7 separate regions of the Mus musculus genome follow, and regions 1, 2, 3, 5, 6 and 7 are each linked to region 4. A link is a contact called in public HiChIP or PLAC-seq and promoter capture Hi-C data. All regions are on one chromosome and are shown on one strand. The core of a region is the stretch at or near the end of the contact, and the rest is flanking DNA. Distances in the headings are between cores, read along the strand shown. Region 1 holds the start of Spta1 (spectrin alpha, erythrocytic 1). Region 2 has its middle 27 kb from the start of 1700016C15Rik. Region 3 holds the start of Zbtb18 (zinc finger and BTB domain containing 18). Region 4 holds the start of Exo1 (exonuclease 1). Region 5 holds the start of Akt3 (thymoma viral proto-oncogene 3). Region 6 holds the start of Fmn2 (formin 2). Region 7 holds the start of Adss (adenylosuccinate synthetase, non muscle).

The links. Promoter capture Hi-C pulls out the DNA fragments that hold promoters and counts their contacts. HiChIP or PLAC-seq counts read pairs in DNA pulled down with a chosen protein or histone mark. Capture Hi-C pulls out chosen DNA fragments and counts their contacts.
Region 1: a contact with region 4 is called in an H3K27ac HiChIP or PLAC-seq map of embryonic stem cells, with 6 times the contacts expected there. The contact joins the promoter of Spta1 here to the promoter of Exo1 in region 4. A contact is called at or near these places in 1 of 39 promoter capture datasets (hippocampal neurons) and 1 of 115 datasets of contacts at active chromatin or transcription factors (embryonic stem cells).
Region 2: a contact with region 4 is called in a promoter capture Hi-C map of pre-B cells, with 4 times the contacts expected there. The contact joins the enhancer-like site here to the promoter of Exo1 in region 4. A contact is called at or near these places in 6 of 39 promoter capture datasets (the 3T3-L1 cell line, the C10 cell line, the HPC-7 cell line and 3 more) and 2 of 115 datasets of contacts at active chromatin or transcription factors (astrocytes and large pre-B cells).
Region 3: a contact with region 4 is called in a promoter capture Hi-C map of liver, with 2.2 times the contacts expected there. The contact joins the promoter of Zbtb18 here to the promoter of Exo1 in region 4. A contact is called at or near these places in 2 of 39 promoter capture datasets (the 3T3-L1 cell line and the HPC-7 cell line), 2 of 484 Hi-C or Micro-C datasets (CD4 T cells and erythroblasts) and 1 of 9 other capture datasets (liver).
Region 5: a contact with region 4 is called in a promoter capture Hi-C map of liver, with 2.9 times the contacts expected there. The contact joins the promoter of Akt3 here to the promoter of Exo1 in region 4. A contact is called at or near these places in 7 of 39 promoter capture datasets (the 3T3-L1 cell line, 3T3-L1-derived adipocytes, the HPC-7 cell line and 3 more), 1 of 484 Hi-C or Micro-C datasets (pre-B cells) and 1 of 115 datasets of contacts at active chromatin or transcription factors (astrocytes).
Region 6: a contact with region 4 is called in a promoter capture Hi-C map of pre-B cells, with 2.2 times the contacts expected there. The contact joins the promoter of Fmn2 here to the promoter of Exo1 in region 4. A contact is called at or near these places in 8 of 39 promoter capture datasets (cranial neural crest, hippocampal neurons, liver and 4 more), 1 of 484 Hi-C or Micro-C datasets (embryonic stem cells) and 5 of 115 datasets of contacts at active chromatin or transcription factors (astrocytes, embryonic forebrain, embryonic stem cells and 1 more).
Region 7: a contact with region 4 is called in a promoter capture Hi-C map of pre-B cells, with 7 times the contacts expected there. The contact joins the promoter of Adss here to the promoter of Exo1 in region 4. A contact is called at or near these places in 9 of 39 promoter capture datasets (the 3T3-L1 cell line, the C10 cell line, the HPC-7 cell line and 6 more), 4 of 484 Hi-C or Micro-C datasets (CD4 T cells, CD8 T cells, muscle stem cells and 1 more), 3 of 115 datasets of contacts at active chromatin or transcription factors (astrocytes, embryonic stem cells and thymic regulatory T cells) and 2 of 9 other capture datasets (adipose tissue and liver).

What each region holds. Positions count from the first base shown.
Region 1 is chr1:174,171,409-174,174,378 of GRCm38.p6, forward strand. Spta1 (spectrin alpha, erythrocytic 1) reads left to right here and starts at 1,368. Exons shown (of 52, transcript NM_011465.4): 1 at 1,368-1,553; 2 at 2,919-2,970. The coding sequence starts at 1,533. Gm36196 (a long non-coding RNA gene) reads right to left here and starts at 1,373. Exons shown (of 3, transcript XR_373720.3): 1 at 1,145-1,373.
Region 2 is chr1:177,701,238-177,704,112 of GRCm38.p6, forward strand. No RefSeq gene overlaps it. Among named protein-coding and RNA genes, the nearest start is that of 1700016C15Rik, 27 kb to the right of the region's middle. Within about 2 kb of position 1,359, at least 191 of the 459 cell types and tissues checked have an H3K27ac peak or open chromatin away from gene starts, as enhancers often do. A contact at or near this core is called in astrocytes, hippocampal neurons and pre-B cells, where this site is marked.
Region 3 is chr1:177,440,728-177,443,651 of GRCm38.p6, forward strand. It overlaps Zbtb18 (zinc finger and BTB domain containing 18), which reads left to right and starts at 1,624. Exons shown (of 2, transcript NM_001355099.1): 1 at 1,624-1,868.
Region 4 is chr1:175,879,468-175,882,569 of GRCm38.p6, forward strand. Exo1 (exonuclease 1) reads left to right here and starts at 1,311. Exons shown (of 15, transcript NM_012012.4): 1 at 1,311-1,389; 2 at 1,665-1,733. It overlaps Gm36360 (a long non-coding RNA gene), which reads right to left and starts at 1,288. Exons shown (of 3, transcript XR_373723.2): 1 at 1,205-1,288.
Region 5 is chr1:177,247,013-177,250,101 of GRCm38.p6, forward strand. It overlaps Akt3 (thymoma viral proto-oncogene 3), which reads right to left and starts at 1,755. Exons shown (of 13, transcript NM_011785.4): 1 at 1,664-1,755. The coding sequence starts at 1,709.
Region 6 is chr1:174,500,384-174,503,691 of GRCm38.p6, forward strand. It overlaps Fmn2 (formin 2), which reads left to right and starts at 1,442. Exons shown (of 18, transcript NM_019445.2): 1 at 1,442-3,208. The coding sequence starts at 1,663.
Region 7 is chr1:177,794,851-177,797,760 of GRCm38.p6, forward strand. Adss (adenylosuccinate synthetase, non muscle) reads right to left here and starts at 1,659. Exons shown (of 13, transcript NM_007422.3): 1 at 1,362-1,659. The coding sequence starts at 1,544.

The DNA of each region.
Region 1 (2,970 bases), core at 118-2,617, 1.7 Mb before region 4:
TTTCATTTTCTGAACAATGTGTTCTACTATCTTGACCCATGTAGTAGTCAAAAAGCAAAGAATTTAAATATGAAGTAGCTCCAGCAAAACAAAGGCAAAATCGTTAGAGACTAGATTGATGATAGATTCTATTCTTTGGGAAATACTAATTTTGCATTAAAGTTATTGTATCTGTCTTTATTGACTCCAAAATATGCTTACAGTATGGAAACTGTACATTTTTGTTTCTGAAGCTCTTGGATTCCCTGAGCCCAAGAGCAGGACATCAAATGCCTCACTTTGTCCTGAGCTGTGAGCCAGGCTGAAGCAGCTGCTCAGGGCTGATTTGCCTTATGCGTACAGCTCTGCCCAGAGCTGATAAACAAGGCCCAGAGGGACAGCCCTCCAAATCACCCCACCCACGCACAGAAGACTCCTCCTGTAAAAACCATTCATTTCATGATTTCCCTCCTCCTTTTAACCAGTCTTCTCTTAGGCCATCAAAATTTATGGTTCTGGGCTCTACTTTCTGATGCCATCTCATAATAATTACAAAACCCTTAATTCCTTATAATCACACACACACACACACACACCACAGTGGCTTAATTGGCAGGACTGGATGTTGTGGAACAAAATTGTGTCTTCATCATACAAAAGACTTAAGTGTAATGTAAAACTGTTAGGAGGAAACCTGGGGTAAAGCTTCATGACATAGGTCTTGCCATTGATTTCTGAGACACAGGCACAAAGGCAGGAGCAACAGAAGCAAATGGGATGACCAGTGGATGGGTTGGCAAAGAGATATGGGATGTGGAACAGTCAGAAGGTGGACCTGGAGGGGGATAAAATCTGGAGTGAAAAAAAAAAAAGGTTAAATAATTTTAAGAAAGAAAGAAAGAAAGAAAGAAAGAAAGAAAGAAAGAAAGAAAGAAAGAAAGAAAGAAAGAAAGAAAGAAAGAAAGAAAGAAAGAAAGAAAGAAAGAAAGAAAGAAAGAAAGAAAGAAAGAAAGAAAGAAAGAAAGAAAGGAAGGAAGGAAGGAAGGAAGGAAGGAAGGAAGGGTGAAAGAGAGAAACATGTCTCCTCTGATTCCCTCAGTTCTCCAGTGTGAAATCAGAAGAAAGGGAAACCTGGAATTTCTTCCTGATTTTTAAATTCTCTTACCTTATAAGCTCTGTGACTGAGTAAAACACAGCCCAATACAGGCACTTGCCTTTCAAATGTCACTGGTTTTCCTCCAAACTTTTGCATCTGAAAACTTTGTTTCCTTTCCTTTGTAAAATACCTACTGAGGTCCAGAGAGCCACAGCCCCCCAAACTGCTGAGTCACCTTGTGTGTGGAAGTCAGCAGCTGCCTCAACTGAATATGTCCCCTGGAGATAATGCAGATTGTCTACGCTTGGCGGGACTCTAAAACTCTTTTTTTCCTCTGGGCCTTTGCCACATTCACATTTCTGACATTCCTATTTGAAGTGGACTGGACATTCAAAGAACTATTTTTCTCTCTTAGCTACATTTCATCTTGCAAAGCCTTAGACTGAGCTGAGCAGAGATGGAAACTCCAAAGGAAACTGTGAGTACAGACGAATTCTCATTCCTGATGAAGTTAGGAAAGCTTGTCTCCTCTGAGCCTTCCATTCCATCCTCACAGGGTCGTTAAAAATTACACTTATTTGATTTTAACGTAGCAAAGAGTTTTGATTTTAATTCTTTTATGAAGGTTTCACTTCTAAAAATAATGTAGAACTTTACAACTATATAATAATAATAATTAATAATAATAATTTTAATAATTACTTGCTCAAGTCAGATATTCAGAAAACTACTAGGTAATTTGAAACCAAATAATCCCACTAAAAATTGTGCTCTTGTGGAATGACTTAATTTTAGAGTCATCTCAGGAATTACTGTCTATAAAAAAACTATATTTAGAAAATAAAGTAACATCAAAATATAAACGGTATTGCATATTTTGGATAGAAGATGTAAGGAGAGCAATGCACTATAGAAATGTCTCTATGGAATTTTTTTCTAAATATTGTTACACAAAAACTGGATTTCTTTAAATTAAAGCATGATTTTGTGTTGATTAATAATAAATATTTTATATTCCAAAATCCAATTATTAAAACATTAATGATTTATACTTTGTGACAAGTGAGAAGACAGGTTACATTTAGATTTTCTTTTAAGCAGCTTTTTTTTTTTTAGTAAATCAAATTAGAAGAGTACATAATACATGATCTAGACTTTTAAAAAGGAAAAGTACTCAGGTTTATGTGTGTGATTCACTAAAGCAATTACAAACCATCTGACTGTTCCTTAAACTTACAGGATAACCAGCACTTATCAATGTTGTTTAGCCTTTGAAGGGTATAAATTACCATTTCCCCCCCCCCCCGTTTTTTTTTTTTTTTTTTTGTGAATGTTGTGGCACCAAGTTTTTTTTTCAATTTTTTATTAGATATTTTCTTCATTTACATTTCAAATGCTATCCCAAAAGTCCCCTATACACTCCTCCCGCCCTGCTCCCCTACCCACTCATTCCCAATTCTTGGCCCTGGCGTTCCCCTGTACTGGGATATATATATATATATATATATAATGTATGTATGTATATCTGACATTCTGTGGCATTGCTTCAGCAGTCCAAATTTCTTCTCTCTATAGAATCTAAAAATAGCTATTTATAGTTTAAAATTATACAGTTATACAGCACCCAATAACCGTATGAATTAATAGGCTTAATAATTTGTGAACATAGATTCAATATGGATGAAAGCCTTGGGATATGCAAGAGGGATCGCATTCTAAACATGAGAACTAGCCACAGCTACAGGCATTATTTATTTTTCTTTGTATAGCTTTAATTAACATAATGTGTATTGTGGGATATAGAATAATATTTCAAAACATGAAGAGACTTTTTCACTTACAGGCTGTCGAGAGCAGCGGACCAAAGGTCCTAGAAACAGCAGAAGAAATCCAAC
Region 2 (2,875 bases), core at 109-2,608, 1.8 Mb after region 4:
ACTTCTTTTATATAGATATAGACAATAAAGCTGTTTTCTATACAGTTACTCAAATAAGGATGTTAAGGTAGCAATAAACCATGCTTAAGGCTGAGAACCTATGACCTTAGTATGACGTTTCTCCTTTCCCAGAGGTTTCCTGAGAATCTCACAAACCAGTAACTTTTGCTAACAGTGAGAGCATCTTCATTTTCCATGCAAGCCTGGGACTCAGGGTGTCACCCTGTCAGCTGTAATCTTGTTCATGTCCTCCAGGAACTCACTACCCACCAAAACTCTGGATATGGCCGTTGTAAAGTAAAACTGAGCTCCATTTATCTATCTATCTATCTATCTATCTATCTATCTATCTATCTATCTATCTATTTACACTCCAGCTTTTATCCCCCCCACCCCCGAGCGCCCTCTTGAGACACTCACATTCCAGTGGGCCATATACTTTCCTCCTCTTATAAACCCCAGCTCGGAGACATATCTGCTCTGCATGAAATCTTTTTTACAGCGAAATCAATAGTACTGCCTCACCTGTGTGCAGAGCTCTGAAAAGAACTCCGGAGGCCTGGCGGCAGGACGTGGTGGCTCACTCCTCAAATCCCAGCCCTCAGGAGGCAGAAGCAGGAGATGACTGTAAATTCAAGGCCCGCCTGGTATACACAGAAAGCTTCAAGTCAGTCAAGGCTCTACAGTGAGGCTCTGTGTGAAAAAGAACACCATGGCTGCTGCAAGCAACAACATAGACATATACATGCCTCCTGTTCCCTAACCACTGATGACATCACCACCTCAGGCCTGTCACACAGGGACCCAAATTTAGACATGAGCTTTGGAGGGGACATCCTTATGTGGGCAGCATCGGAATCATGAGGGCATATGATATACAGTATACAGGGGTGTGACATGAGACAGGACTGAATACCCCAGCTTAGGGATGGAGACAGGGGACCGGCTGCTCATCTTAGCCTACACATTGAGACATTACTCTTAGAAATAGGAAAAAGGGGCAGGGTGAATAAGTAATTGTTGCAAGTAATAAGAAAGCTATTTCCTAATCTTAAAGTGACAAGTGTTAGGCAAGCCCAGTTTTACTAAGGTCTTGAGTTCGTTTGATAGTGAAACTTCCCAAAATGCTAAGGAAGATGGCTACCACATCTTCAGCATGCAGGGGCAGACGACAGCCCAACCGACCCTGTTCCCCCCTTAGTCTGACATCTTGCATGGAGGATAAGACTTTACTAAATCCTCTCCAAGTTCCAAGGGATCCTGTGAGAAGGGGGCTTTCACAGGGTCACACAGAGTTCTATGCTCTGTCCCTGAAGCCATCTAAGAACTGCAATGAGCCACAGTAGCCCCTGTGTGGCAGCCTGGCGTCAGGTCATGATTGAGAGTAAAGTTCTCCTTGCTTCCCTCTGTGGTTTTATACCCTGGGCAATGAACCAAGGGGAGCCCAGGAGCTTCTGCGAGGCGTTGCAGCTCCCACCCGCAGTGGCCCCTCTACAAAGGCCATGTCAGCGACTGATGCCTGCAGGGGCTCCTTCCTCGCCACCACCTCACTTGCTTCCGTTCTTCCCTAAGTCGCTCCATCTCTTCTCTTTCCAACTAGCCTGTCTTCCCACCCTTTGCTGACTCCGAAAAATGTGGGTCTCCACTCGGGCAGCAAACCACAAGAAGCCTCGAGTCTGCCTGGGCACAGAAGAAAGATCTCTTGGAAGAGTCCCTTGAGCACTAGTTTCTCAAATTAACAGGGTGGGAGAGAAACGAATCCGAGCAGCAGTGGCGGCAGAAAATGGGACATTGCTGCCACCTAGAGGCAACCAGCCTCAAATTCAGAAACTCTGGACCAGCCCAAGCTTGCTTGAAAGCCCTCCCTTGGGAGCCAGACAAGTCAGTAATGAAATTTCCAGGACGAGCAGGAGGCATCCCTGTCTCTCATCCAGCCATCGAATCTGTGGCTACAACAGTCTACAACAGACTTGAGAGTCAGTAGCTCTGTAAGGAAAGATGACTCGGAGACAAAGGGATGCATTTGACACAGGGACGAGAGAGAGGAGAGAGAGAGAGAGAGAGAGAGAGAGAGAGAGAGAGAGAGAGAGAGAGAGAGAGAGAGAGAGATTGTCTTGGGATTGTCAGAGCCTGCCCTGCTGGTCTGCACAGGTTTTCCCCTAATGGCCCTGGGATTCACAATACTCCAAGGAGCAAATGAATAGGGAAAATAGAAACCTCTATGAGGATGGCTTTGGCCTTCCTCTGAGTCCCCAGTCACTTCTGCCAGCAGCCGCTAGAGAACAGGATTTAAGTATTCATTGTTGTAATATTACATAATTTGTTTCTCTCTCCTTCCAAAAATGGAGTACGCTGAGCAGTTTTCCCTGAGTCACTGAGTCATGGAAAGTTTACCATTAGTTCTGCTTCCTTCCTAATGACTAACACTTTCTTAAGAAAGTTTTCAAAGATGGATAGATGACTCAGCAGGTGAAGGTGCTTGTGGCACAAGCCTGACTAAGTTCAGTCCCCAGAACCCCCTTAAAGGTGGAAGAATATGACCGCTGGCACACTCTACAGGGCTAAGGAGCAATATGTGTAATACATCTATAAGATTCCAAATGAAAAACACACTGTATTCATGCTATAGATTTCCAAGCCTTCTTGGATAATACCCAGTAAAAGCACAGTACAGCATGCAGATAGAAGATCTCCAGGAGACAGGTGTAAAACCCTACTTTGACACATAGGTGGGTCTTTTTAAACCAGGCCCTTCCTTCAGACTGGGGTTTGATCCCTGCAGACTTGCAGGGCAGCTGCACATTTTCCAGCCTTCTGGACTGTATACATTTCTGATCTTTTCCTCTGGGTCCTGCACATCCTGTCTCCATAGGAT
Region 3 (2,924 bases), core at 374-2,873, 1.6 Mb after region 4:
CAAAATGTCTAAACAAATTGAGAGTGGGTCTTTCTTCTGGGAAGCACGGGGGGGGGGGGGGTAAGAAATTCGGGTTGAATCTGAGGATGCCCCTGAGGCCCGCCCTCCCCCCCCCGCCCTCCCCCCCCCCCCCCGCCCCCATCCATCATGAGGATTTAAGAGATTTGAGGAAAGAGTAGAAACCATTACTGTTTCCAACAGAATATCAAAGTTTTGGGAACTTGGCGTAGTATGTGTGTTCATTAGCAATTCAATATGTCTGATTTGCCCACACAATTACTTTCAACTTCTTTACTAGTTTGTCCTGGAAGAAAGAGAAAGCAGATTTTGCTCAGCTGCAAGGTTTCCTGGTGAGTTGGTTAGCAACCAGGCTTGCCAGTCAGCGTTCACATAGCAAACAGTAAACACATTTCATTTAGACAATTACTAGTGTGTTGACTTCCTCGCTATGCACTTTTCTTATTGTCTTGAATCATTCTCTCCCCTGCTTGTTACTCAACTTTTTACTTGTGTGTTATTCTTGCCTTCCATTATCTTGAGGGCAGAAATTTTCTACATTTCCTCTTTGCTGGTTAGGCACAAAGAACAGGTAAGGAAGAAGTTTATCTGAAGGGAGAGAGGTGCAACACAAAATAAGGTCTCTCCCTTCCTTACAAAGCCGTGGCTCCTTACGCACCAATTAAGGAACAGACTAAAGCGTCTACAAGTATCAATCTCACTGGAAAGGTCTAAGACTGGTCTCGGGGCAGTGTCTTTGCTTGTCACGGAGAGTACAGACGGGACGCGGGGATCGTGAAAAGAAACGCAGCTGCAACTTGAACAGAGGACGCCGGGGAAAGGCGCCTCTCACAGCCGCTAGGAGCTTGTAGCTCGCATGCACCTGGCGACCGACTCGGCAGGCCGGAGGCGGCGCGTCCCTGAGGAGAACGGGGCCTGGGCGAGCACCGCAGGAGGGCCAGACCCAGCGGCCCCAGGCTGGCCCTGGCCAGCTGCGGCCCCGCGCGCTCGGCCTCCCCGGGACACCTGCCCCGAGAAAAAGTATACTTATGGCCGTCGCGGTGCACGCGGACTCGCTCGCTCCACACCCCCAGAGCGCGCTTGTCTCCAGCCGGGAAGCAGGCCCCTCCCCGCGCAGCTGTCGCCGCCGCCTGCGGGCTCCTTTCACTTTCTCACGGCCAAGTCACCCAGAGGGGAGCCACTGCCGCCGCTACTGCCGCCGCCGCCGCCGCCGCGGTCCGCGAGCTCCGCCCCTCCCCGAGAAGACCACGCCCACCCAACAGTCGCCGTCTGCGATTGGCGCGCGCAAGCGGCAGCTCCTGACCGCCACTCCTATTGGTCGAGCTGCCCCGTCAGTCCCGCCGCTTCTCCGCCCTCCCGGAACACCGCGCTTCTACTGGGCGCCACCGAGGCCGGGGGCGGGCCAGAGACCGGGGCCCGCCGCTTTCGCTCAATCGCTGAGCGGCCGGCAAGGGGCGGCCCGGTCGGGCGGGGCCACATCTGGGCCGCGCCGCCGCGTGCGTGCGTGTGCGTCGTCCGCCCCCCGCCCGCGCCCCGCCCGCCCCGCCCCCCGGCCCGGCGCCGCGCTCGCCCGCCCGCCCGCCCGCTCCCGCCCGTGCGTCTGGCAGGCTGCGGCCGCCGCTGGGCTGCTGCCATGGGGAGCCGTTGAAAGAGTGGGGCCCTGTGGCTCGGCCGCGCGCCTCAGGCTGCCAGCGCGGGCGGGGGGCGGCGGGGGCGCGCGGGGCCCGGGCCGGGGCCGGCGGGCGGGCGGGGGCCGGCGGAGGACGCCCACAAGTCCAGCGGCGGCGGCGGCGGCAGAGGAGGAGGAGGAGGAGGACGCGGCGGGGACGCGGCGACTCGGGCCGCTCCGTGTGAGTCCCCGCGCCCGCCCTGCCCCGCTGCCGACCGTGGGCTCCCGCCGGGCGGAGTTAGTTAGTGTGGCGGAGGGCAGGCGGTGCGGGCTCGCCTCGCCTCGCCTGGCCGCGCTCCCCGGCCGGTGCAGCTGCGGCGCGGGGCGGACTCGGTGCAGCTGCGGCGGCGCCTCCCGGTGCGGAGGGCGGGCGGGCGGGCGGGGGAGGGGGCCGGGCCGCCGCAGCTGCAGCGCCCGGGACGGCCGCGGCTCCGGGGCCGGTGCAGCTGCAGGGCCGGGGGAGGGGGAGGGCGCGGCGCCCGGGTTGCGGTTGCCGGGAGGCCCCGGGGGCTGGCGCGCGGCGGCGGCGACGGGGGAGCGGTCGCCGCGCCGCTTCTTGCGACTTTTCTTTTGTTGTTGCCGCGACCGGGGTCTGTTTTCTCGGCCGTTGTGGAAGGTGCTTTCCTGCTGCACCGGCTCTCTGCCCTGCACCTTCTTCCCCGTGGTTTCACCCTTCCTCTTTCCCTGAAGTGCTTTATGCACCGCGAACTGCGGGAAGATTTGCATCTCCTCTCCCACCCCTGAACCTCACACACACACCCGGGGCACCCTGCCCCCACCTCTGAAAAACAAACCCCCTAACCTCACAGAACCTCCGAGGGTCCGCGGTAGCGGTGGACGGGTCGATCCGTGGAGTGGATGTCTTCGGGCCATTGCGGTGCTTGGGACTCATTAAACTGTCACTCACCCCCACCACCACCCCACTGGGTAAACTGGGTGATTAATGTCGGATATAGTGGAATGGGGCGAGGGCATCTGTGGAAAAGAGGGTGTGTGTGTGGCAGGGAAGTAATGTGTCTATCTGCACAGAGTGCCTCCCGAACGAGTTCAGAATTGTGTCATTCACCGCGAAGTTAGAGAAAGTTAGGTTTGTGACTCGTGAGCGAGAGCAGAACACAGTTGGGGTTTTGTTCTCTAGCTCCCTGCCTCTGTTTTCTAAGCGAGCCTAAGTGGTTGTCGCCTGGGTTGGGACGCTTGTGCCTCAGGCCCCAACTTCTTTTTTCTACTCTCCAACCTC
Region 4 (3,102 bases), core at 61-2,560:
GCAGAACTAGCTTCACTGATTTAGAAAAAATAGAGGTGCACAATGCTCTGGCCACTCCTTGAACCTGTGTGTCTGCCAATGTTTTGACCATTCCTTGAACCCATGTGTGTGCCCACTGCTGCACCTCACTGCCAGGTGTTTGTGATATTGGTTGCTGGGAGAGTCAGAAAATCTCCCCAGCAACCACAGCCCAGCCAATCCGGAGTTGCTACACCTGCACCAGACTCTTTCCTTGTACCCCTCCCATACCCATTTCTTGAGAATAGACATTGTTTAGATCTGGAAATCCCCTACTCCCCCCTTCTCCTTCCCCCCAGGGCCTATAAAAACTGAGACCCCTTTCCCCTCAGGGTCGACTCCTCTACTCCTGCGTGGGATGTGAGTCGTCCCCAGAGCTCTAGCTTTCCCCGAATAAAGCCTCATGTGGTTTGCATCAAGCTTGGTCTCTCATGAGTTCTTGGGTGTCCGCTATTGTCCTGAGGCCTGAGCGAGGGGCTCCTCTCGGAGTCTTTCAATTTCACACTTAGATAGCTTCAGTCAGAGGAGTCTGCTGGGGCAAAGACAGTAAGAGACTAAATTATGTACAGTCCGGCTGTGTGACTTCTAAAATTAGTAAGTTTTTAAAAGTCCATTAAGAAGAGAAACTAGAGGGGTTTTCTTTCCTTGATAACACTAGGAAATGTGACCCAATACAACCAACAATATACAGGGTTTAATAACTTGAACCATTGGGCCATTTTGTTTCTTAGTTATAAGGATAACATTTTCCCAACTCGTATCAGGGATAAAGCCATATAATGAATAAAGTGGGTAAGCGCAGACTATAATCAAACTATAGCAACATGAAAGCTTTGTACAAAACTTCAATTTGCATAGAGGTGAGGATGTTTCGGAGACGAAAGACTGTGGTGTTGGCCTGGAATTAAGCAACTATGAACTGGGCTCCTTTTCCGGGTTTAAAATAACAAAATATGTTTGACTCCAAGTTGGGAGTTCTTTAGCACGCATGTACCTGGATCCAGTGGCTTGGTCAAGGGAGAACTACAACTCCCAGCAGCACCGGCGAGAGCGCAACTTCCGGGCCTAGAGTTTCTCTTGCCCCCTCCCTTACCACCACCCCACTTCTCTCACAAACAAGCCGACTTTTCGCTTCTAGCGTCGCCGAGTTCGAGATGGCATTGGCCATTGGCGGCGGACTTCCTACCTTGCAAGGAAGGGCTCAGGACTCGGCTAAGAGGAAAGTCGGGTCATAGAAAGCGGGAGGTGGAGGCTGCGGCTCAGGACGCCCAGGGACGTCATGTCCGCTGGGCGGGGCTTCCCGATCCCGCGCAAATCGAAAGGTCCATGGCTGCGCTTGCAGCAGCCGCTCGCCGCCGTTCTGAACCCCAGGTGAGCGAGCGAGCCCCTATGCGGGCGGCCGGGCGGTCACTGGAGCAGCGGGCCGTGTGGAGGAAAGTGGGGTCCCCATGACTCTGATCCACGTGCCTTCTGCCCCTCGGCGCGAAACCCGGATCTCCGGGAAGTGAGCGGGAGCGTGGAGCGCCTGCAGGCGACTGCCTCGGCCTCCGGGTCTCCCGCTTTCCGCAGAGGCGGGCTGACGTGTGTCCTTACCAACACTCGTACCTAGCGATGAATTCCCTTTGTATATGCTCTCTCCTGTGCAGGTTTGAGGAGCCACGGCGCCTGGAATGGACTTGTGTGCTATGCCTGTTCGTTCGGGAGACGGGACTAAGGTGAAGCCGCTGCTGCTGTTACCTCGGGTACCACCGGCGACCTTCTGGTGTTGATGCGCCACATGGCACTCAGTCACTTCTATACTAAAGAGGAAATATTTATTCGAGATTTAGTTGGCCTAGAAGAAAGAAACTTAAGGAAATTTCACGAAATGTAATTATGTCCCTCCCCCACCCCAACCCCCCCCCCCCCCAGCATGCACGAAATCATGTTTTAGAGACGTTGTCTTTTAAACGTAGTGGACTCGTTTTACACAGACCCACCTGCACCCAAATTGGCTGATGTTTAAAATTACGGGTTCATGCCCCCCTTTAGGGATTCATAGTTAATGGGCATGACCTTAAAGGTAAATGAATCTCTCAAGTGTCAGGGCTGCTAGCTAAGGGCATGGCCACTTTCCTGTGGTGTCAACAGGGCACCTCTGGCTTATCCCATAGTCTTTAAGAACATGATCTTAGGTCTGTTGAATCAGGTGCCTGTCCCTGTGACCTCACTGCTGAGAGAGGGGAAGGTAAGAGTGGAAAATCCCAGAGAGCTCAGCCTAAGACCTAACTAGCCTGGTGGACGCAGCTCAAACAAACAAGGTGGACTGCCTTTCACATCCTCCGATTCAAACTCCATCACGCATGCATCATACACAGAAAGAATAGTTGCAGAGGGTAATAGCCTTTGCTCTTGCAACCATGAGGACCTAAGTTAGAATCCTCCCCCCAGCCCCCTCCCCATTAAAACCCCCTGTGCCTGAGCCTGCTGGTAACTGCAGAGATTGGGAGGCAGAGGTGGCAGATCCCAAGACCTCATTGGGCCTAGTTGGTTCCGTAACACCCTGCCTCAAGGTGATAGACAGGTAGCAATAGAGGAAGACACCCAATGCCTTGCTCTGGGCTCTGCATGGATGTACCCACACACTCATTACATGCACACACTCCCTAATACAAATACCTGATCTTAGATGGTAATACTGTATTGGGAAGTGGCAAGCAGCTGCTGGAGTTGGAGTAGGAAGGCGGGGGTGGGGTGGGGGGGGGTGTTAGTTGCTTTGAAGGGGCTGCCATCTCCAGGACTTCCATGTAAGGACCTAGAAGGGAATGGAAATTATAACTGTTTGTTTCTTGAAGCTGTTTTGCACATCAAACACGGCTTCATGTGTCTTTGGTATAGCCTTCAATGAATCTGATGAAATTTCCCCTAGATGCCACCATGGCTAATTACCAGGGTATTGCTTGGAATAAACCATTCTGGTAGTGTGGGATTGCTGACATGCTTTTCAGTTGAAATGTCTGTCCTTCTCCAAACTTTGGAGTTTCTACACTGAACTTTGGATGCGCCCCTTTAATATAGGGGTGAATATGATACCATAGCATGCAG
Region 5 (3,089 bases), core at 505-3,004, 1.4 Mb after region 4:
CTCCCCTCTAAAAAGGTGAAAGAATATAAACTAGTTAAGAAAGAAAACAAAAAACACAACACTAAAATCTGAAAATACTTTCCAAATACATGAGAGAATAAAGCAAAGGACAAATATAATGACACAAATGGTCAGTCACTTTGGAAAATAAATTGGCAGTTTTATAAATTTAAACAGGCACTTACCATATAACCTGCAATCTTATCCTAGGTTATTACCAATACAAATGGAAACATCATGTACTCAATGTTCATAAAAACTTTATTCACAATATCCAGAGACAAACCAAATTTCTACCAAGTATTAAAAAGACAAAGCCAGGAGTGGTAAAACATGCCTATAACCCCAGTTCTCAAGAGACCTAGACAGGAGAATCATCAAGTTGAATAACTACCTGAGCTACATAGTAAGTCTAACTGCAACTTGGGTATAAAGTGAGATTCTGTTTCAAAAAGAAAATTAGTTAAAAATAAACAAATAAATGAAGAATAGTATTTCCTGAAGTAGTTCTTCTTTTCACATAAACGACATGGATAAAGCAGTGAAGTGTGAGTAGGAAAGAAACTAGACACAAAAGACCATGGGTTTTATGAGTCCACTGAACTGAAATCTTTGAAAATCATAATTATAGTAAGAGACAACACATCAGGTGATTGCCAAAGTTGAAAGAGAAGCAGTGAACTAAAAGCAACATGGAAAGAACTTTTTAGAGTGATAGAAATGTTCTATTTTAGGCCTGTAGTGTTTGTTACATCACCACAAATGTACACCATAAAAAGGCACAACCCATTAAAAGGGTTTTTTGGAATATTTATTGTATGTAAATTATAACTTGATAAGGCCTATTTTAAAATTCCATTTAAAAACTGACAACAGCTCTTTAGCCTAAGCATTAACCAAAGATTTTCAAAGAAATGAAAGTCAGTGGTTAGAGGTAACTTTCAACTCTCAAATAGGGCCAAAAGGATTCCTCAGTCTACTGAATCTGGCCATGTACGTAGACAGGTATAATTGCTGAGCAACTAGCCTAAAGTCCAGATCTCTAATAAACATATAGATTAAGTAAGGAGGTGATCACTCACATTATAAACTAAATTTTATAGCAGTTATTTAATAATAAAAATAATGCCTTTATCAAAAAAGAGTGGACAGGAAATATACAGTAAAAGTAGATCATGTAAACAAAAAATATAAAATTAAACAAAAAAAATCACTGTCCACATTTGAATTTTTATATAAGAGCTTTAATTTACCTAATTTATGGGTCTGTTTAGTCTAACAGTTTAAATGTAAGCCCTCGCCTTACTATATTAATTCTTTATGCTACCATACAAATTTACACAGAGCCATATTTTTATCTAAATATCAATATATCATTTATAGACACAAGAGTTCATTTCTATGTTAAATTCTGTAAAGTCTGTTGAATCTGAAGACATTATAGAAAAATACATTACTAACATGCATGCATGCAAAAATCTAACGTCATAATTATAAACTACAAAAAAAAAAGAATTAGAAGGAAATCCCTAAATAAGCAGACTCCTAACATACATGGTAAAGTTTCTTTCAGCCCTATCAGACAGCACTTCCCACTTGATTCAACAGCGCCAGAGGAAAGACCAACTCTCAGCACCCACTCACAGCTCAGCACTTAACTTACCCCTCTTCTGAACCCAACCTTCTTTCACAATGGTAACATCGCTCATGATGGCTCCCCTCTGAGCCCCCCAACTTGGAGAAATGGTGCTTTGCAGGTCAGTTTTAGGGTTTGGATTCGCTGCTGCTGCTGCTGCTGCTGCTGCTGCTGCTGCTGCTGCTGCTGCTGCTGCTGCTGCCGCCCTTCCCACTCTCTAGTGATGACTCAGCCTGGAAGGAAGTATTGAAGAAAGAATTTCTTTTTTTTTTTTCCATTCTTGAACTCACATAGCAATAACAAACAACTAAGTCTTTGTAAATGTCTTCAATTGGCCTGACCGCACATAAAGTCTAGCTTCTCAAACATGGGGGGATTAATAAATGGTTCTATGAATACACTGCTCTGGTCTTGTGGCAGATGTTAAATGATAGTGAAATATTTAACTTAAGAGACTGAAATTAAATGTCCTAACAAAATAACTGTCAGATCTACAAATATACAGAAAGCACATTTTGTACTGTGTATTTGGGATGAAGGGGAGAAAGAATGAAAGTTGAGTGGCCCACATCCCTTTAATTTCAAAAATCATTATAGTTTTAATTGCTTTATTTTATGTAAAATACAATGTTGCAAGAAACTAACATTCATATAATCTGCCTTGTTCTAAAAATATTTTAGGTAAATTACATTAAGTATACAACATTATTTCCTTGGGTAGATACAAAAAGTAGAACAAAGGAAATATAAAAGTAGAAAAGACATGCCAAAATTGTTCATCTGTCATTCTCTGATAATCTTTACAACTCTGTTAGGACACTCGGCCTTCATTTCACAGAACTGTGAGCCTGGGGCTCAAAGAGAATAACTAATTGCTAGATTTCAAGGTAGTAAGCTGTAGAGCCAAAATCTGAATTTGGAGTACCTCACTCCTAAATTGGCACTCTTCATTTCAAAACTCTACTTGTGAAAGTCAAAAATTTGGAATGAAATGTTTTAGGAAAACTGCTAATTCAAAACCATGATAGGTTTCAGTATTAATGTCTGTAATACAAAAAAGACGAGAGCTGCTGAGAAGAAAACAGTGTTTCCTAAGATATTAACCAGAAGTTTATCCCCTAGGTCTTTACATGATAACTTAGTAAAAGGTTTCTTCAAGGCATCCTTACATAGAGCAATAAGCTTAATGAACTGCACTATTATTGTCCCTACCAATCTAAGAGGGGAAATGTTGCCACAGAACTTTGTGAAAGTGCTTCCACATTTGCAAAAATATGGGCCAGATAACCAGTCTTAAGTGACACACAACATAAACTTTAAGTAAACAGAAAAAAAAAATAGGTACATAGACTAATTGTACTATTCTATGAAGTCGGACCTTCATAAATATGTATAGAATTAAATTCAAGGTTGAATTCCCAGATAGTACTTAACTAGATTACAATTCCTCTTC
Region 6 (3,308 bases), core at 192-2,691, 1.4 Mb before region 4:
GAGGAGCCAGTAGTCTTGTGAAAGAGGTGAAATAAAGGCTTTTCAGGCTCTCGGGATCCCTTGGAGACTGAGATATTACGCTGGCACAGTTATTAAAGCTGAGTTCTTCAAACTGTTTACTCAAAAAGGCCACCTAAGGACATCAGTCCACCTGCTCCAGTGAACACTTGTTTTAAAGATCATAGTTTGAGAAAGGATGGTAATTGCTGTCTGGATTTCCAACAAAGAGTAACATTGTTTTACAAATGCTACTTTTATGATTTTTTTTTGCTTTTATTGTTTGCAGCCTTTTAAAATACTAATGAAGCTTTAAGACATTTAACAAAAACTATAGTTTAATGTCATTAAAATAAAGAGGACAATTCACAGTAAGAAAAAGTGATTGTTATCTAGGTCTAAAACTTAGGAAGCCCTGGCCCTGGACAAAGTGTGCTTGGATGGGTTTGCTTGAGAAACTGGTCATCCTTTATAGCACAATGTCTAATTTCCTGTGTTTGTACCAAGGGCATTTTTTTTTCTTTTTCCTTTTATACAGCATCACATTGTGACATGTTTAATATTGATGAGTTTGACCTCCTGGGAGTTATAATTCATGCACCCCTTTTAAATACAAATGTTGTCTAATTTATATGGTAAACACATAGAATTTTGGAGATTAGCATGTTAATCAGCTTTAATCTCAGTATTTTCAGCATCCCCTACCTCTCTTTTCTCTGTCCAGAAAGGTCTCACAAAACCACTTTGGAAATGGCAGTTAACGTCCTGTTCTTGAAGAGGCTTGTGTATCAGGCAGAGAGTCTGGGGAAGGAACCTTTCCCTAAGTAGCATGTTCACAAACCTTAAGAGTGTGCAAAGCCATGGTCAAGTATTTAAGGGACAGGACAGACAGGACAGTCCACCCATTCAACAAGTATTTGAACTGGAGCCATACAGAAGTTCTCTCTCTCTCTCTCTCTCTCTCTCTCTCTCTCTCTCTCTCTCTCTCTCTCTCTCTCTCTCTCTCTCTCTCTGTGTGTGTGTGTGTGTGTGTTCCTGATGTTATGGTACTTCTGACCTGGAATTAGGCTTCGATTTTTCTCCTGTGTTTTTCTCTTTGCAGGTCTGCGAGCTTTGAAGTTTCATCAAACTGTTCCAACATTCCAGTTCTTGAAAAGAGGGCAACATGTTTTATTTTCAAGGTGGAGATGAAGGTCCCAGAGATAACCTGTCAGAAAGATTCTAAATTCGATCTAGTCTGGGATACATAAAGACAGCTCCTGCTGTCCCCACCCCCAATTATGAAGTACTAGAGATAGACGGGTTTTCCTACTTGGTTGCAGGAGGAGCCAAAGGGGGCACTGAAGGGGCGGCGGCGGTGGGCGGGGAGCCAGGCCAAGGCTGAGTCCTGTGCAGCCATTGGTGGGGAGTGCGCGCTGAACTGAGCATGTTCGCGCCCGCCAGCCAGGGCCGCAGCCACAGCCGCAGGGACGGCAGCCGGGAGAGCCACCGCGCATTATGCAAAGCGGCAGCAGATGTGAGCGGGGCCAGCTGGGCGCTCCTCGGCCTCCGCTCCCAACGGCCGGCCCAGCTGCCTGAATTGTCCCGGACACTCCCCTGGCCCTCTCCAGGGCCGAGATGGCCTGAGGACCCCAAGGCGCGGCGGCGCAGCAGTGGGGTTGAAACATGGGGAACCAGGATGGGAAGCTGAAGAGAAGCGCAGGTGATGCCTCCCACGAAGGCGGCGGAGCCGAGGATGCCGCGGGGCCCAGGGATGCGGAAATCACAAAGAAGGCGAGCGGGAGCAAAAAGGCGCTTGGCAAGCACGGCAAGGGGGGAGGGGGCAGCGGGGAGACCAGCAAGAAGAAGAGCAAGTCCGATTCTAGAGCCTCGGTGTTTTCCAACCTGCGGATCAGAAAGAACCTGACCAAGGGGAAAGGTGCCTGCGACTCGCGAGAGGATGTGCTGGACTCACAGGCCCTGCCGATTGGGGAGCTGGACAGCGCTCACTCTATAGTCACCAAGACCCCGGACCTCAGCCTCTCCGCTGAGGAGACAGGCCTATCGGATACCGAGTGTGCTGACCCTTTCGAGGTGATCCATCCCGGTGCTTCTAGGCCTGCTGAGGCTGGGGTAGGGATCCAGGCGACCGCGGAGGATTTGGAAACTGCGGCTGGAGCGCAAGATGGACAAAGGACCAGTTCTGGTTCAGACACGGACATCTACAGCTTCCACTCCGCTACGGAGCAGGAGGATTTGCTCTCAGACATCCAGCAGGCAATTCGTCTGCAACAGCAGCAGCAGCAGAAGCTGCTGCTCCAGGACTCCGAGGAGCCTGCAGCGCCCCCCACTGCCATCTCCCCTCAGCCTGGGGCCTTTCTGGGCCTGGACCAGTTCTTGCTGGGACCTAGAAGCGAGGCTGAAAAGGACACAGTACAGGCACTACCGGTGAGACCTGACTTGCCTGAGACCACCAAGTCTCTGGTGCCTGAGCATCCTCCGTCCTCCGGAAGCCACTTGACCTCCGAGACACCAGGTTATGCGACCGCCCCCTCCGCAGTCACAGACTCTCTCTCATCACCAGCCTTCACCTTTCCGGAGGCTGGGCCAGGGGAGGGAGCCGCCGGAGTTCCCGTGGCTGGAACTGGGGACACAGATGAGGAGTGCGAGGAGGATGCTTTTGAGGATGCCCCCCGCGGCTCTCCAGGGGAGGAATGGGTCCCAGAGGTGGAAGAAGCCTCACAGAGGCTGGAGAAAGAGCCGGAGGAGGGCATGCGAGAATCCATTACCTCCGCAGTCGTTTCTTTGCCTGGAAGCCCTGCGCCCAGCCCACGCTGCTTCAAACCTTACCCACTCATCACCCCCTGCTACATCAAGACCACCACTCGGCAGCTCAGCTCTCCTAATCACTCCCCGTCCCAGTCCCCCAACCAGAGTCCTAGGATCAAAAAGCGGCCGGACCCTTCCGTGAGCCGGAGCTCCAGAACCGCCTTGGCCTCTGCTGCAGCCCCGGCAAAAAAGCACCGGTTGGAGGGTGGCCTCACGGGCGGCCTCAGCCGCTCAGCCGACTGGACCGAGGAGCTGGGCGTCCGTACGCCAGGGGCAGGAGGCTCCGTGCACCTGCTGGGGCGCGGGGCTACTGCGGATGACAGTGGTGGCGGGTCCCCTGTACTGGCCGCCAAGGCACCTGGGGCTCCAGCGACAGCTGATGGCTTTCAGAACGTGTTCACAGGTGAGCGCGCCTGCCACGTATCTCCGGGTGGCAGGTCGCCTGCCAATCAGGTCCTTCCTTTACCACCCCGCCCCCTCCACGTTCTGAAAGGCCCAGGCCT
Region 7 (2,910 bases), core at 409-2,908, 1.9 Mb after region 4:
CAACGGCTTTGTACAACCACACACTACTCCTCGACGCAGCTGGACCTGTGCACATTTTCAAGTAAAAAAGCAAGCAGTCCTCAAGTCCATCCTTCTGCCCCGCAAGAGTTTAGGCGCTTTGCTAAATCTTCAGCCCAGCTACCAGATCTGATTTTAAAAGTGAAAGGTGAAGGCTGGGCTTTGGATCACCTCCTAGGCGAGTCAGATTCCAGGCCAACACCTGTGAGAGCACCATTAAATATGCATGTTGCCAGACAAGCTGCTGGAAGAGAAAGAACCTGTGAAAGAACCCTGTGAATTGAAGAATGGTGGTAAAGCGGCAGTTGGAGCAATAGGGCTCCACACACAGTAAAAAGATGACCCAAGTCAAAGCACCTGGCCTTTTACAGGCCGGTTTCTTCATACGTTTCAATTTTAGGTAAAAAAGCTTTCCACGATTAGCCTAGACCACAAGGCACCCCCACACAAAACCATGTACCTTCAGGGAGAAAAAAATTCTTACAATCTAAATACGCCACCATTAACTTCCAACACTGCACCTTGTTTTGAATGTGGGAACTGCTCATTTATTTTGAATTCTGAAACGGGGATGATAGTTTTCTGAGAGCCTTTTTCAAAGGCCTACCCTCTAGGCTGCTTCAAAGCAAATGACTAATAAGAAAAAAAAAAAAAAAAAAAAAAAAAACTAACACTAAAACCCACGTGTCTCCGGGTAGGAAACACTGGATTTCCTGAAAGTCAACTTTTTATATTACCGAAGCATTGTAAACATTTCTAAATTATCCGACTTGAAATCTCCGTATTTAGTTGCCTCACACTCACTTTTCAACTTACTGGGGATTCCTTAAGGACCGGTGAGTAATAAAAACAGATCTCCCCTTAATAGTAGTCTATGAAATACGAGTTAAAAACAAAAAACAAACAAAAGCACCGGAGGGCCCCAAACAGTCTCATCGCCCCGTAGCGGATTCTGCTATCAACAAAGTGGACCGATGGAGGCGAGGTTCTGCGTGCCTAAGCCTGTAGGTAATGCAGTGCTGAATCTCGATTTCAGGGAAATTGGGGAAAAGGACCCTTCCTAGTCCGCGCCGGCGGGTGGGCCTGGCCGGGTCTAGCCAGAGTCCCGAGCAGGCCTCGGGCGGAAGCTCCCTCAACTCTGCCCGCGGCGCACCGCCAGCCCAGTCCCCAGACCCCGAAATGCAGCTCCAACATCGCGCATCTTCCAGGTTCCTCCAGAGTCACCCGGAGCGTCACCGGAGACTCCAGGGCAGGGGTTCCCCGCAGCTCCCAGCCCGAGGGACGCACCTCAAGGTGACACCTCACCGCGCCGGCCGTCCCAGAAAGGGCCCGGCTTCCCTCACCTGGCAGCGGCACACGATGTCGGCGTCCTGCGCCAGTAGATCCACCACCTTCCCTTTGCCCTCGTCGCCCCACTGCGCTCCCAGCACCACAGTCACCCGGTTCCCTCCGGACCGCGCCCTGGGGCGGCCACAGTCGCCGTTGGGCAGGGAGGTGGCCGCCGGGCTGCTCTCGGAGATCGACATGGCTCCCGGCAGGGCAGAAGAGCCTTAAGGAGACGGGGCAGGAGAACGGAACGTGAACCCAACTGCTGCGCCGCCACCAGCCACATGCGGAGGAAGAAGGAGCCAGAGGCCGGCCCCGCCCCCGCCCCGAGGGCCGCCACCCTCTCTCCAGGCCCCGCCCCGCGCTCCGCCGCCCGCCCGCTCAGGGCGGGACCACACTTGGCGCAGGCCGAAGCCTCTGCGCGGCCCGCAGGCGCCACGGCCTCAACTGCCGCCACCCCAGGGCGGAGGCCACACCCCATCCCCGGCTTGGCGCGCTGCTCCGGGGAGAACCGCGCGAGAGCGGAGGCCAGGGGGCGGGGCTAACGGAGAGTTCCGCCCTCTGTGCCCGCCCACCAGCCTCTGGCCTTTCAAACTCGCGGTAGGGAAGGGGGTGAAAGAGTGTGGAACTACAATTCCCAGCATGCAATGCTCTGTGAGATGGCCAAGGCATGGCACCACAGTGTCAGGGTTGGCTGGTTTCGGTCTCTAAAAGCCAATTTGGTTTTCTGTGTCTAAACACTTGGGTATCTTAAAGAATGAAATACCCTTACAAAATGTAAACTGGGATTTAAAAATATGTGGAGGCTGGAGTGGAGCCGAATAAATTTAGAACTGAAAAGGGACTAAAAGTGCAAACTAAAAGCAGTAAAAATGAAATCTAGAGATAGCATCCTAACTCTTCCCATTTTTACAGTATCTGGGGCACAAAGATGAGTCAATTGCCTATGTCATATCCGAATGTACCTGGGTTATTTGATCCCCACAACCTTAAAGTTTACAATATTTTGTAAAATACGTTCGTTCTACAAAACAATTTCTCTTCTCCCATTTTTTCTCTGTTGAAGTGTTGGAGATCAAATTCAGAACCTTGTAATTTGATGCGAATACTGTACCACTGAGTTATTCGCCCCCCAGACCTTCGAACTCTTAAATAGCTTATCAGTTCCTCTCATGGGCGTTAAAATGGTACTTTGGACAGTTTGCAGATTGAGTAAGCCTAGGTGCTTCTCAGTGTTTTAATTGTAACTGATTACAGAGTGTGCCTATTGTCTATCTAATGTGGGTTTATCTATGTATTTATTTACTTATTTATATTATTTGTGTGTGAGAGGTCACATACCATGTTGTGTGTCTGTCTGTCTGTCTGAAGGCCAGCAGAGGGCCTCAGATCCCTGGGAGTCAGAGCAACAGGTGGTCGTGAGACATCTGAAAATACAGCTGTTCTCAACCTATGAGTTGAGACCCCCTTAGGGAGTCAATCAACCCTTTCACAGGGACTGCATATCAGATGTCATATCTGTTAGGTATTTACATTATGATTCACAACAATAGCAAAATTACAGTT